Regions from separate parts of the Bicyclus anynana genome. Here region 1 is linked to region 2. The links are chromatin contacts, called in public Hi-C maps. All regions are on one chromosome and are shown on one strand. Each heading gives the region's core, a stretch centred on a gene start, on an enhancer-like site or on the middle of the called end of the contact. The rest is flanking DNA. Distances are from core to core; before and after follow the strand shown.

Region 1 (5,420 bases), core at 2,434-4,933, 66 kb before region 2:
TAAAGTTTTACTTAATTCTAAATTGGCTTTGAATTTTGAATAATCACTAATTAGGCACAGTCCAACTGTAGTATTACTAGGCCTTGCGGAAGCATGAATTCAATATAAGTAAAAACAATCCGGCCGCTCAGAGATTGCGTTTCTGGCTGGTCATGATAGAATGGGCGATGGAACTTGAAACAGCGCAGTTCAACAACCTTGTACGACAGTTCCAAGGTTGATGCCAACTATTTGTCTTTGTAGTGATCAGACAAATAACGAGGTAATTGAAATTGAATATTGTTTTATTCGATCACGACCTTTCAGAAACGCAATCTCTGAGCGGCCGGACTTTAGCGATAGGTACATACAACAATGCTACTCCGGCTTTAAGCTATTTAGATTAAAGCCAAAATAAATGTGTATAATAATTAGTTTCTACATACCTAAATTTTTTTTTTAGTATTAAGCTGTAAATCATATAATACAAATGTGTTTATGGTAATATTCGTCTGGCAAATATATTTAAGTATTTGTAGAAATAAATTTAAGTTACATAAGAAGTAAGAACCCAATTTGTGTTACTTTTGCATGCGATCTGCATCAGTAGACTGACAAAAATTGTCACAGAATAAGCATTTGGTGCATGAATTTATATTGCTAATGCATACTTTCGATATTCGTAACGTTGGACTGTAACCTAAAAGATATTTTTTTTCACAATTCCAAGATGGCGGATGCGTATTCATTGTGCGTAGTTGTAAGTCACAAATACGATATAATTTCGACAATTGATACGCGTGTTCAGATACACGTCACAAATAGACATCGAGTGTACAAATATCAAGATAAATAGACAATATGTATCAAAGTATAAATATCATTAAAAATGTATAAATAAAACGAGTTTTTTTTATCATTAAAATATCTAACATCTAACGCTAAATAATGACTGCAATGCAACTCCGCAAAATGAACTAGCTGACGCCGCGCGGTTTCACCCGCGTGGTTCCCGTTCCCGTAGGAATACGGGGATAATATACAGCATATAGCAGCCCTCGATAAATGGGCTATCTAACACTGAAAAAAAAAATTCAAATCGGACCAGTAGTTCCTGAGATTATCGCGTTCAAACAAACAAACAAACTCGTCAGCTTTATAATATTAGTATAGATTCAAATTGCGACATTTGATTTGCACATGTATCCGACACATAGTTTTACATAATTACGATATTCTACGCCTACATATATTACTATAATTATATTATGAAATAATAAAAACATTACTTACGAGAGTCTAGCAAATATTAAAAAGTTGTTTCCTACAGCTGTATAAAAACTGGGCCTGTAGCCAAGTGGAAAGTCGATTCTCTTTCTACGAACGCAAAGGCTTCCAAATTCAAAAATGCATGTAAATGTAGCTTCCGATTGAATTTCCCACGCAATACTGTTTAGACATACGTCAAAGTATTATCTGTGGTGGCCGCACTTTTTACTCTATGTTCATTATAAAATTCATCTTAGAAGAAAATTCTCGAGGTTTTTGTACAAGTAAAGCATTAGTGATTTTATTGGAAATAATTATAACTATGAGTGTGAAAGAATATTTGAAGCAATAGCTTTTAATGTTGTTTTATAAAACTCTTTACAGGTTAGTAAATAATAGTTGTTTGTACCATGAGTGTAAAAATAAGTTGTATTTGCCAAGATGACTTGCGATGTTCAAAACAAATAAATTTATCTTTACAGAGCAACAACTTTAGTTTTTGTTTCAATAACATGTATATGACATTTGCTATCGACAGGACGTGATCAAGGTCTGTCATTTCTATACATTTTTTCTAGTTTTCGAAGCGATAGCGATCGTAGAAAGAGAATCGACGCGCTACTTGGCTACAGGCCCTGAGTAGGCCGCTTCGGGGGCGTTCGACGATCCTACAGTAATCATTACAATAATCAAAGCGCTATATCTACATAATATATACCGTTCACGGTTATTTGTACCATAATACGTCTCTGTCGAAACACCTCGCGATGTTCACTTTAAATCAAACATTGCATTATGAATAATTTCACTGTATTTGAAGATATAAATTAAAAAAAAAATAATTGAATTCCGATATGTATAAAAAATGTCATGCAAAATAATAAAAAATTTTAATACTATAATATCGAACACTTAACCAATAAGACGGTATGTAAACTTACGAGTACAATGGCATCGACACACTACGGCCAACGTATTCAAATGTATGGCTCGACGCGAGCGGAGCGGACGAGTTGACACTTCCAGCGATGTAAGCGCTTTATTTAGCTTTACATACGATAGTATCACATAATAGGCTAGTTGACACTTTTTGAAGTTTACTCCATAAGAATCGTTGCGTTGCGAAAATTTTAATTATAAAATATTTTTTTTGACAATACGAGCCAAAACGCTGTCGGCCATGATGGGCTATATTTTAACTCTTTCATGACGTCACGTTAACGAATCCTTTACCAAACGGAGCGTTTGGTTAGTTTGACGTTTAATACATCAAGTAACATTGTGACGTCACAAAATGGACGACGGCGTTTTTAACTTTTGAAAAATTTGAAAAACTTAACTTTTATTAATTACAATCTCTTTATATATCGGACCATTGTTCCATGTAGGAAATTAATATTGTGTATATTAAATTTGATGTGAGTCAACTACCCTATTATGTGACACACAAGTAAATGATCTGAAAATTGTGAAAACCTTTTTTATGATACTAAATTTCGCGCTTAAAACTACCGATTTCGATGTGAAATGGATCTTGATATACGCATCATGTAATTATTAATGCGTTCACGCTGATTTGTTATACTGACTTTATTACGTCACAAATTGAGTATTCAACATATTCATTTCATTCATTAATATTTTTCATTTATTTAAATATGTAATAATCTACAAATTTTCGACCCATGCTCGTATCACTCCGCAGTACGTACAAAAACCGAAGCCTCAACGCCTCGGACTTCAAGCCTTCGCACTCGGCGACTTTTTCACGTGCATATAAATAAACGAACCACGAATCTGTATCCACTGCATAAGATTGCATTATTGAATAATGATATGAATGTGTAAACGAAAATGAGTTTTGAAACAAACACCATTAAGTTGATTTTACTTTGACAAATGGCGCGCAAAAAAGTCGCCAAATACACATCTACTTATATTATATACAATAAGAAATCTACATCTACACGTTTGATCTACTTAAGAGATATTCGGTGTTTTGTTCCGCTCGAGAGTGGCCTTCGAGCTGCTCTCTATCCCGGAGTCCTCGTCCCCGCTGTCCAGGACGGTTCCCTCCCCTTTGACGGGCTCCACCTTCGTGGATGTCTCCTCCTTCACTTCAACGTTGTCTTCATCCGTGAGGACGATCTTTTCGTCCGCGTTTGTCGCTTTGCTCGTCGACCCTTTGCCGAAAGTGGAGAACGTCGGTTCGGGGATAGCATCATCACAATCCTTGGGCAGAGGCAGCGACATCGTTATGATCGGCGTCTCGTCCGTCATCACGAGGGGGGTCGTGCCCACCTCGGCGGGCTTCTCGTCTCTCCGCTTGGGTTTGTCGAGCACGAAGTTGAACACACGGTTGTGTCGCGGGGAGGGGATGTGCGGACTGGGGGGTAGATCCAGCTTGAGCTTGTCCCGCGTGTGACGAAGCCCACCCAGGGACTCCCCCCCTGGAGAGCTCGGGCTCACCGACTCGCTGGAACTGGTGCTGTCCACCGACCTCCAGCACTGCGTCGACTCGGAATCTAGCATTTTTTTGGCTTTAAAATCGTCGTCCGTGATGGATCCCGGGGTGATGTCCTCTACGCCCGAGTCCGGGGTGGTGAAGTCTAGGGATGGGGCCCTGCTGGGGACGTACGTTGGCGTCGGCAGCGGCGATGGCGGCGGCGGGAAGTCGTCGAGCTCGTCGGCGAGGTCGCGGGCGAGCGGCTTGATGTGCGCGCCGGGGAAGAACTGGCTCGCCGACGACATCACGCCGAGGCTCTCGAACGGCCGCGCCGACGACGATATGAAGAAGTCTTCGTCGTAATCTGTGGACAGTCAAAAACAAAGTGCACTTTGAATATAAACTGCTAGACCACCATTTTAACTATATACAGCAGAGGTTCCCAATTTTTTTTTCTCATAAACCACTTTCACATTTTACTGGTTCCGGTGGACCCCTGCTAAATTTCTATCCAAAACTCGACTCGAAAAAATGTGTTTAGCTGTATCAAATGCCATCACGAAATAATCAGTTAAAAAAAATAGTGAGAATTGATTACTTAATAAGTTAATTAATTAATTGATTGTGCTGTGAGTGTATGACAAAAAGTAAAATTGTCCAGGCAAAAATTTATTTCAGCCAACTTTAATTTTTGATATCAGAACACAAGGAAGCAATCAATTCCAAATTATTTTATTTAGAAAACCCCCCATTCGGTATGAAACCAGATAAATTTTCGTAGACCCCCCCTTACGCATCGTGAACCCCTATTTTTATGTTACATCAATGTAGACCCCCGGCGAGTCTTCGAGAGTTCGATAGTTTCAGAGATACTTGTAGGCAAGAATATAATATATTCTGCCCTTAGCCGAGGTGTAACAGTGAGCACACAAACCTGCGCCGATAGCGATGCCGGCTCGGAGCGGGAACATGTCGAGCGGGCTGGGCGCGCCGAACAGCTGCCCGTAGCCGAGTTCCGCCTCTTCCGCACTCGTCGGATCCCATTCTGCGGTGAAATTACTTTAGTTATTTCATTGAGCCTCAACATTGGCGATAACACTCATTACTGGCGTTTGACACACAAGGGAGGGAGTCATCCCTCCCCTGAAAGTATCCAAATAATCAGATCCTGAAAGTATCCAAGTAATCAGATACCCTGATGAAGATGATACGCTGAGAAAATTTGTGGGTGTTGATATGGCGCGAGATAAGAATCGAAGAAAGACTAAAAAGCCGACGTAGCCACAAAGTCTTGCCACCGGTTGCATGTCGGGTTTCTGCGTCCAAATCAAAGGATCTGCTTAAGCTACGGTTGACGTTGTCTGCAGATCGTCTGACCCAACGAATGTCTTTAATGTACTTTCATTGACCGACTCTAGCTCAGTGTGTCAGCCTGCGACTGTGTCATGACTCATAAAGTATTGATTTTTCATGAACATTATGATCATTGGCATGCATTTCTTAGAATCACTACAAATATGTGTTCGAGAAGGAATTTTACATTTCTTTACAATTTTTACGTATAGTGCTTGGAGTTTCTTTATATCTATTCTATATCGAATCAGGAATGAGGAGATCCGCATAAGAACCAAAGTCACTGACGTAGCTCAGCGAGTCGCATAGCTAAAGTGACAATGGGCAGGACAACACAGTTTGAAGAGCCGATGGACGTTGGGGTCCCTAAGTG
Region 2 (5,991 bases), core at 2,639-5,138:
CAACGTGTTTTATAGATCGCGGTGGCACAGTTCCAGAATCTCATTAGGATGGAGGGCGCGAGCGGCGGAGACGCGGCGCTGAGCGACGGGGACAAACTCGAGCTGGTGTCGGCGCGAACTCTCACTACCTTCCATTTGCGACCGAAGAAGGAACTTGATAGGTAAGATCTGTTCATCATGTCAGTCGATGGACGTCCACTGCAGGACATAGGCCTTTTGTAGGGACTTCCAAACATTACGATACTGAGCCGCCTGCATCCATCGAATCCCTGCGACTCGCTTGATGTCGTCAGTCCTGGGGAGTCGACCAACACATCACCAACGTAGCAATAAAGATATTTTCTTTCTTTCTTTCATTTTCTAGTACGGGATCGCCATTGCAGCACCTTGGGATCCCAACGTCTATTAATTGATGTACATTTTATAGATTTCGCGCTACGCATTAATTTAATTACAGTAGGGTTGTAGCCGTGATAGCCCAGTGGATAATTATGACCTTTGCCTCCGATTCCGGAAGGTGTAGGTTCCAATCCTGTCTGGGGCATGCACTTCCAACTTTTCACTTGTGTGCATTTTAAGAAATTAAATATCACGTGTCTCAAATGGTGAATTAAAACATCGTGACGAAACTTATATAACAGAGAATTTTCTTAATTCTCTATGTGTGTTAAGTCTGCCAATCCGCATTGGAGCAGCGTGCTATTGGCCTAGCCCCTCTCATTCTGAGAGGAGACTCGAGCTCAGCAGTGAGCCGAATATGGGTTGATGACGTGAATATGGGTTGATGACGTATTATATTGGTTATACCTTACTAAATTAAAAAGTTTTATTCAACGCTGGTGTCGTAGAACGAAACGTACCTATGTAATCAATGGCTGACTTTTGACTCAATCCCTGTCTTATTCTACTTATACACCTCTATCTGTATCTTCTTAACAGTGAACGAATTTTCAAATTGCTTCTGTACTTCTGGAGCCTATGCATTACATACAAACAATCAAATCTTTTCTCTTTATAATATTAGTATAGATATATACAAATATATAATTGAAAACCCTCACATTTATTAATTTCAAGTATTTTTAAGTAATTTCCAGTAGGTACACAATGTTAATAATATTTTAACAGAGACCAATAGGTAGTCAACACCTGCCTGTCTTTGGTTGCTAAGCAACGGTTTGTTAGTAAACGGTATTTGCTGGATTCGGCTATAGTATAGTTGAGTAGTAGAGTAGTAACGATGTTTAATTGTACACAGGTCGTCCGAGCCGAAGCTCCACATACAAGACTACATCCAAGAGACAATGGGCGCGGATGGGTTTGTAGCCAGCTTGGAGAAGTTCCGCAGCCTCGCGGACAGCGCGCGTTACGCTAAGAGCAACTCGGAGGAGTATCCTCGGGTGGTGTTCCTGGGAACCGGGTCCTGCATACCCAGCAAGACGAGGAACACTAGCGCCATTGTGATACATGTCGAGTATGTACCTTTATCCATTAAACTAGACTGACTTTAACTTGTTTTCCTGGGCACCGGGTCCTGCATACCCACCAAGACAAAGAACACTAGGCCGCTGGTGTACATGTCGAGTACGTACCTTTATTTATTAAACTTTACTTGTGTTCCTGGGTACCAGGTCCTGCATACCCAGAAGGAACACTAGCGCCATTGTGATACATGTCGAGTATGTACTTTTGTCCATTAAACAAGATTGACTTTAACTTGTGTTCTGTGGACTGGGTCTTGCATACCCAGCAAGATGAGGAACACTAGCGCCATTGTGATACATGTCGAGTATGTACCTTTATCCATTAAACGAGACTGACTTTAACTTGTGTTCCTGGGGACCGGGTCCTGCATACCCAGCAAGACGAGGAACACTAGCGTTATTGTTGTACATGTCGAGTATGTATCTTTATTTTTAAACTAATATTGTATCTTAAAAGTAATATTGTACTGATCCATGAATGTATCTCCAGTGAGCACCGGTCCATCCTGCTGGACTGTGGCGAGGGCACGTTCGGGCAGCTGGTACGCTTCTACGGCACCAAGCAAGTCAACCACTTCCTGAGGAAGCTGAAAGCTATCTACATATCGCATCTCCATGCCGACCACCATATTGGTTTGTATTATTTAATTTATATACTATCATTAATTGGTCCAGGTCTGGCTGGTGGGAGGCTGCGGCCCTGGTTAGTTTTTTTTTTTTTTATAATTTACAAGTAAGCCCTTGACTACAATGTCACCTGATGGTAAGTGATGATGCAGTTTAAGATGGAAGCGGGCTAACTTGTTGGGAGGAGGATGAAAATATACACCCCTTTTCGGTTTCTACACGACATCATAACGGAACGCTAAATCGCTTCGCGATACCTCTTTGTCGGTTGGGTGGTAACTAGCCACGGCCGACCAGCCAGACCTGGAAGAAAATCTCAATCGACCCAGCCGGGGATCGAATCCAGGACCTCCGTTTTGTCAATCCACCACGCATACCACTGCGCCACGGAGGCCGTCAAAGTTACCACCCTACCGGCAAAGACTTTGATATCGGCAGATATCCACTGAGCTATCACGACTCACTATATCTTATGTATTGTTTATTATTTATTAGTATTAGGTAACATTACAAGCCGTGATAGTCCAGTGGATAGGACCTCTGCCTCTGCCTCCGATTCCGACCTCCAACTTTTCAGTTGTGTGCATTTTAAGAAATTAAATATCACGTGTCTCAAACTGTGAAGGAAAACACCGTGAAGAAACCTGCATACCATAGAATTGTCTCAGTTCTATGCGTGTGTGAAGTCTGCCAATCCACATTGGGCCAGCGTAGTGGACTATTGGCCTAACCCCTCTCATTCTAAAAGGAGACTCGAGCTCAGCAGTGAGCTGAATATGGGTTGATAATGATGAGGTAACATTAACGCGCAGGTTTGATCGGAGTACTGCAAGCTCGACGGCAGGCGTTTGAAGAGTTGGAGTCAAACAAGCCAATGAAGCCTGTGTACCTGCTGGCTCCGGGGCAGATAGTCACGTGGCTGTCCATATATGACCACCAGTTTGAGCCCATCCGAGACGACTTCACACTTATACCTAATCAGAGTTTGGTAAGTCCAAGAACTAACCCTTTATTTATTTATTTATTTATTTAGGAAAATCTACCGTTAATACATTAAAATCATGCTTACATTTAATTACAATTTTAGGTTATATCAATGCTTAACTATTTAAAAGATTTTCACAACATTCACAATTTTTTTTCAGAGTATATGTAATGTCATTAGTTTCTTAGCTACAACGTTATGTAATATATTCTAATCTAATCTACAAAAAGTATAAGTATATAAGTAATTTAATTTATAACAAATATACAAAAAGTATATAACAATAACTAATTTAATGTATTTAGTTTAGTAACTAGCCCATTTAGGTACAGCTCAATAGGTTCTGCATCAGGCTTGTAGTAGTAAGTATTGAGGTTTTCTTTGTTCCTAGAAATTCTCGGCCAGAGATGTGAAGTTACAGTTCTATGCTTCCATGTCTCGTGGAGCAGGAGTTAAAGCTTTGGTCTGGTCATTATAAAGAACACATTTGATCATGATAATATTTTTACCTCTATAGCTTGGCAAATTCGTTCGTAACACTCCCAATAGTTCGCGCGGGCTGGGAGGGGGGACTACATACCCCACGCAGTCCTATCCCCCCGTCGCCCGCATATCATGGGAGTGTCATCTATAGCGAGGCAGGTCTAATAATAAGTAATCGGTCTGAGTCTGGGCTTAAATGATTCTTATTTTGCAGCTCGCGTCAAACTTCGACAACCCAAACCCGGAGCTGACGTCAGCAGTGCTGGCCAGCATGGGCGTGCAAGACATCAAGACGTGCCTCGTGTCACACTGCCCCAACGCCTTCGGGGTGGCGATAGACGTGAACCAGTCCTACAAGGTCACGTACTCTGGTGACACCATACCTTGCGACGAGCTTGTTAAGATTGGTGAGTGAAGAAATTTTTTTTTATTCAGAATACACTTGCGCTATGTACATAATACTTCTCAATACTAAATACTTGTTAAGTAAACCATGTTAGACTAAGCATTCAGCATGGAATAAGATGTTGACCAATGTTGACCACAATAATAAGAACATACAAGAAAATTGGTTAAGGAGGCCGAGAGCCACAAAAGGTTGTTGCGACAAAGGAAGAAGAAGAAGACTTGAGCATTGACTACAATCTGGCCTAATGGAAGGCAATACAGAAGTTTAGGTTGGAGCGCGCTTGCCTTGAAGATGCCTACTAACTTTTGCCTTGAAGGGTACAAATGGTAAGTGTTTACAAACACATAAGCCGGAAGGGTATTCTACATCTTCGCTGTTCTGTGATAGAATGGAGATGGAGAGAGTAAATTGAAGAAAAGGAAAATTACTGGCCCCAGCCTAAACGCGTCGTCCATATCAGATTTAGTATACCAAGCAACGTGATCACTTCGACGTGTTGTTTGATATCACACATGAAGTCTGATCGCCACCGTACACCGAGATGATTTTCTTAGTCGTCCTTGGATATACTGTACGAGTGCCTCCATAGTGTGATGGAGAGAGTATTTTGTGGGGACGTAACAGATCTTTAGTATAAAATTATCATTGTGTAGGACAGCTTTCGGTACCTAACTACCTTTTCTAATATAGAACTTGCTGCAGGAGGAACTTGGTTTAATTCAGAAGATTTCTTCATGATTCAATGATTTGTTTAGGTGTTCTTTTTTTATGAAATAGAATATTATTTCAATAATTGCTGAATATTACGTAATATAATCATATCGATTGACTGACAACTATATCTACTGGAGTTCACAGAATAAACGAATGGAATTACAAATTATGATTTATTAATGCAGTGTCTGATACAACAAAACACCAACAAAGCTTTTGTTGTTGAACAAACTTTTTTTTTAAAGATTTATCATAATCAAGATCTAACTTGTAGATAATAAAAAAAAACCGAAATACAAAAGCTGATGATGTTTTTTTTATAAAATTCCAGGTAAAGACTCAACGCTTCTAATCCACGAAGCGACAATGGAGGACGAGTTGTCCGACGAGGCGCGCATCAAGATGCACTCGACCACGTCGCAGGCCATCGACGTGGGCAAGCGCATGGGCGCGCAGTACACGGTGCTGACGCACTTCAGCCAGCGGTACGCGCGCCTGCCGCGCCTCAACGCGCACATACTCAACGACAATAGCGTCGGGATCGCCTTTGACAACATGCAGGTGTGTGTTACATAGTGTTTTAGGGTTCCGTATAGTCAACAAGGAACCTTTAGTTTCGTCATGTCTGTCTGTCCTTCCGAAGTTTAGCTCGGAGACTATTACTACTAGAAAGGTAGAAAAGTGGGAAGCGCATGAACGTCAAGTACACGGTGCTGACGCATTTCAGTCAACGGTACGCGCCTCAACGCACATACTCAACGACAATAGCGTCGGGATCGCCTTGGACAACATGCAGGTGTGTGGTATATCTTTTTAAGGTTCCGTAGTTAACAAGTGTTACGAGGTTTAATGCGTTGTATTAACATTCATTATTTATATTATTATTTGTACAGAATTGTTGCAACAGTAATGATATAAATAAGAGGGTATTTAATGACTTTAGCTTAGTTGTTTGTTAGGCAGCGTGCACGCCGTCACGCTGCTAGTTGCGTTGGTGAATTTGTGCTATAATGTTTTATTGTAATTATTGGTCGTAAATTGTTTAATGTGGGCATGGAGAACATGTCGGGCAGGGGAGGTGAGTGTCAAGGTCCCAAGTCCGACCTGGTCGAGGTGTTTCCTCTATCACAAAATAATACCCGTAACGTCATACAAAAAACCTTTATAGCTTCTCCGTGTCTGTCTGTCTGTTTCATTATATCATTTGATGAATCATTAAAGAATATTGTGGGTATGTTTACATTATTTTTTGATTTACGGATCTGTTTGTGAAATGTTCGAAAAGCGTT

What was found. A called contact is a pair of places that touch in the nucleus more often than the background predicts.
Region 1: a Hi-C map of whole body shows a contact between it and region 2, with 4 times the contacts expected there. The contact joins two enhancer-like sites. A contact is called at or near these places in 2 of 2 Hi-C or Micro-C datasets (whole body and whole larva).

Annotation. Positions count from the first base shown.
Region 1 is chr11:2,601,659-2,607,078 of ilBicAnyn1.1, reverse strand. LOC112049523 reads right to left here. Exons shown (of 18, transcript XM_024087455.2): 17 at 4,629-4,739; 18 at 1-4,058. The coding sequence ends at 3,229. Among protein-coding and RNA genes, the nearest start is that of LOC112049533, 14 kb to the left of the region's middle. Within about 2 kb of position 3,683, at least 7 of the 8 cell types and tissues checked have open chromatin away from gene starts, as enhancers often do.
Region 2 is chr11:2,535,143-2,541,133 of ilBicAnyn1.1, reverse strand. It overlaps LOC112049547 (ribonuclease Z, mitochondrial), which reads left to right. Exons shown (of 16, transcript XM_024087482.2): 10 at 16-161; 11 at 1,259-1,474; 12 at 1,975-2,117; 13 at 2,924-3,099; 14 at 3,794-3,986; 15 at 5,034-5,263. Among protein-coding and RNA genes, the nearest start is that of LOC128198476, 5.9 kb to the right of the region's middle. Within about 2 kb of position 3,888, at least 2 of the 8 cell types and tissues checked have open chromatin away from gene starts, as enhancers often do.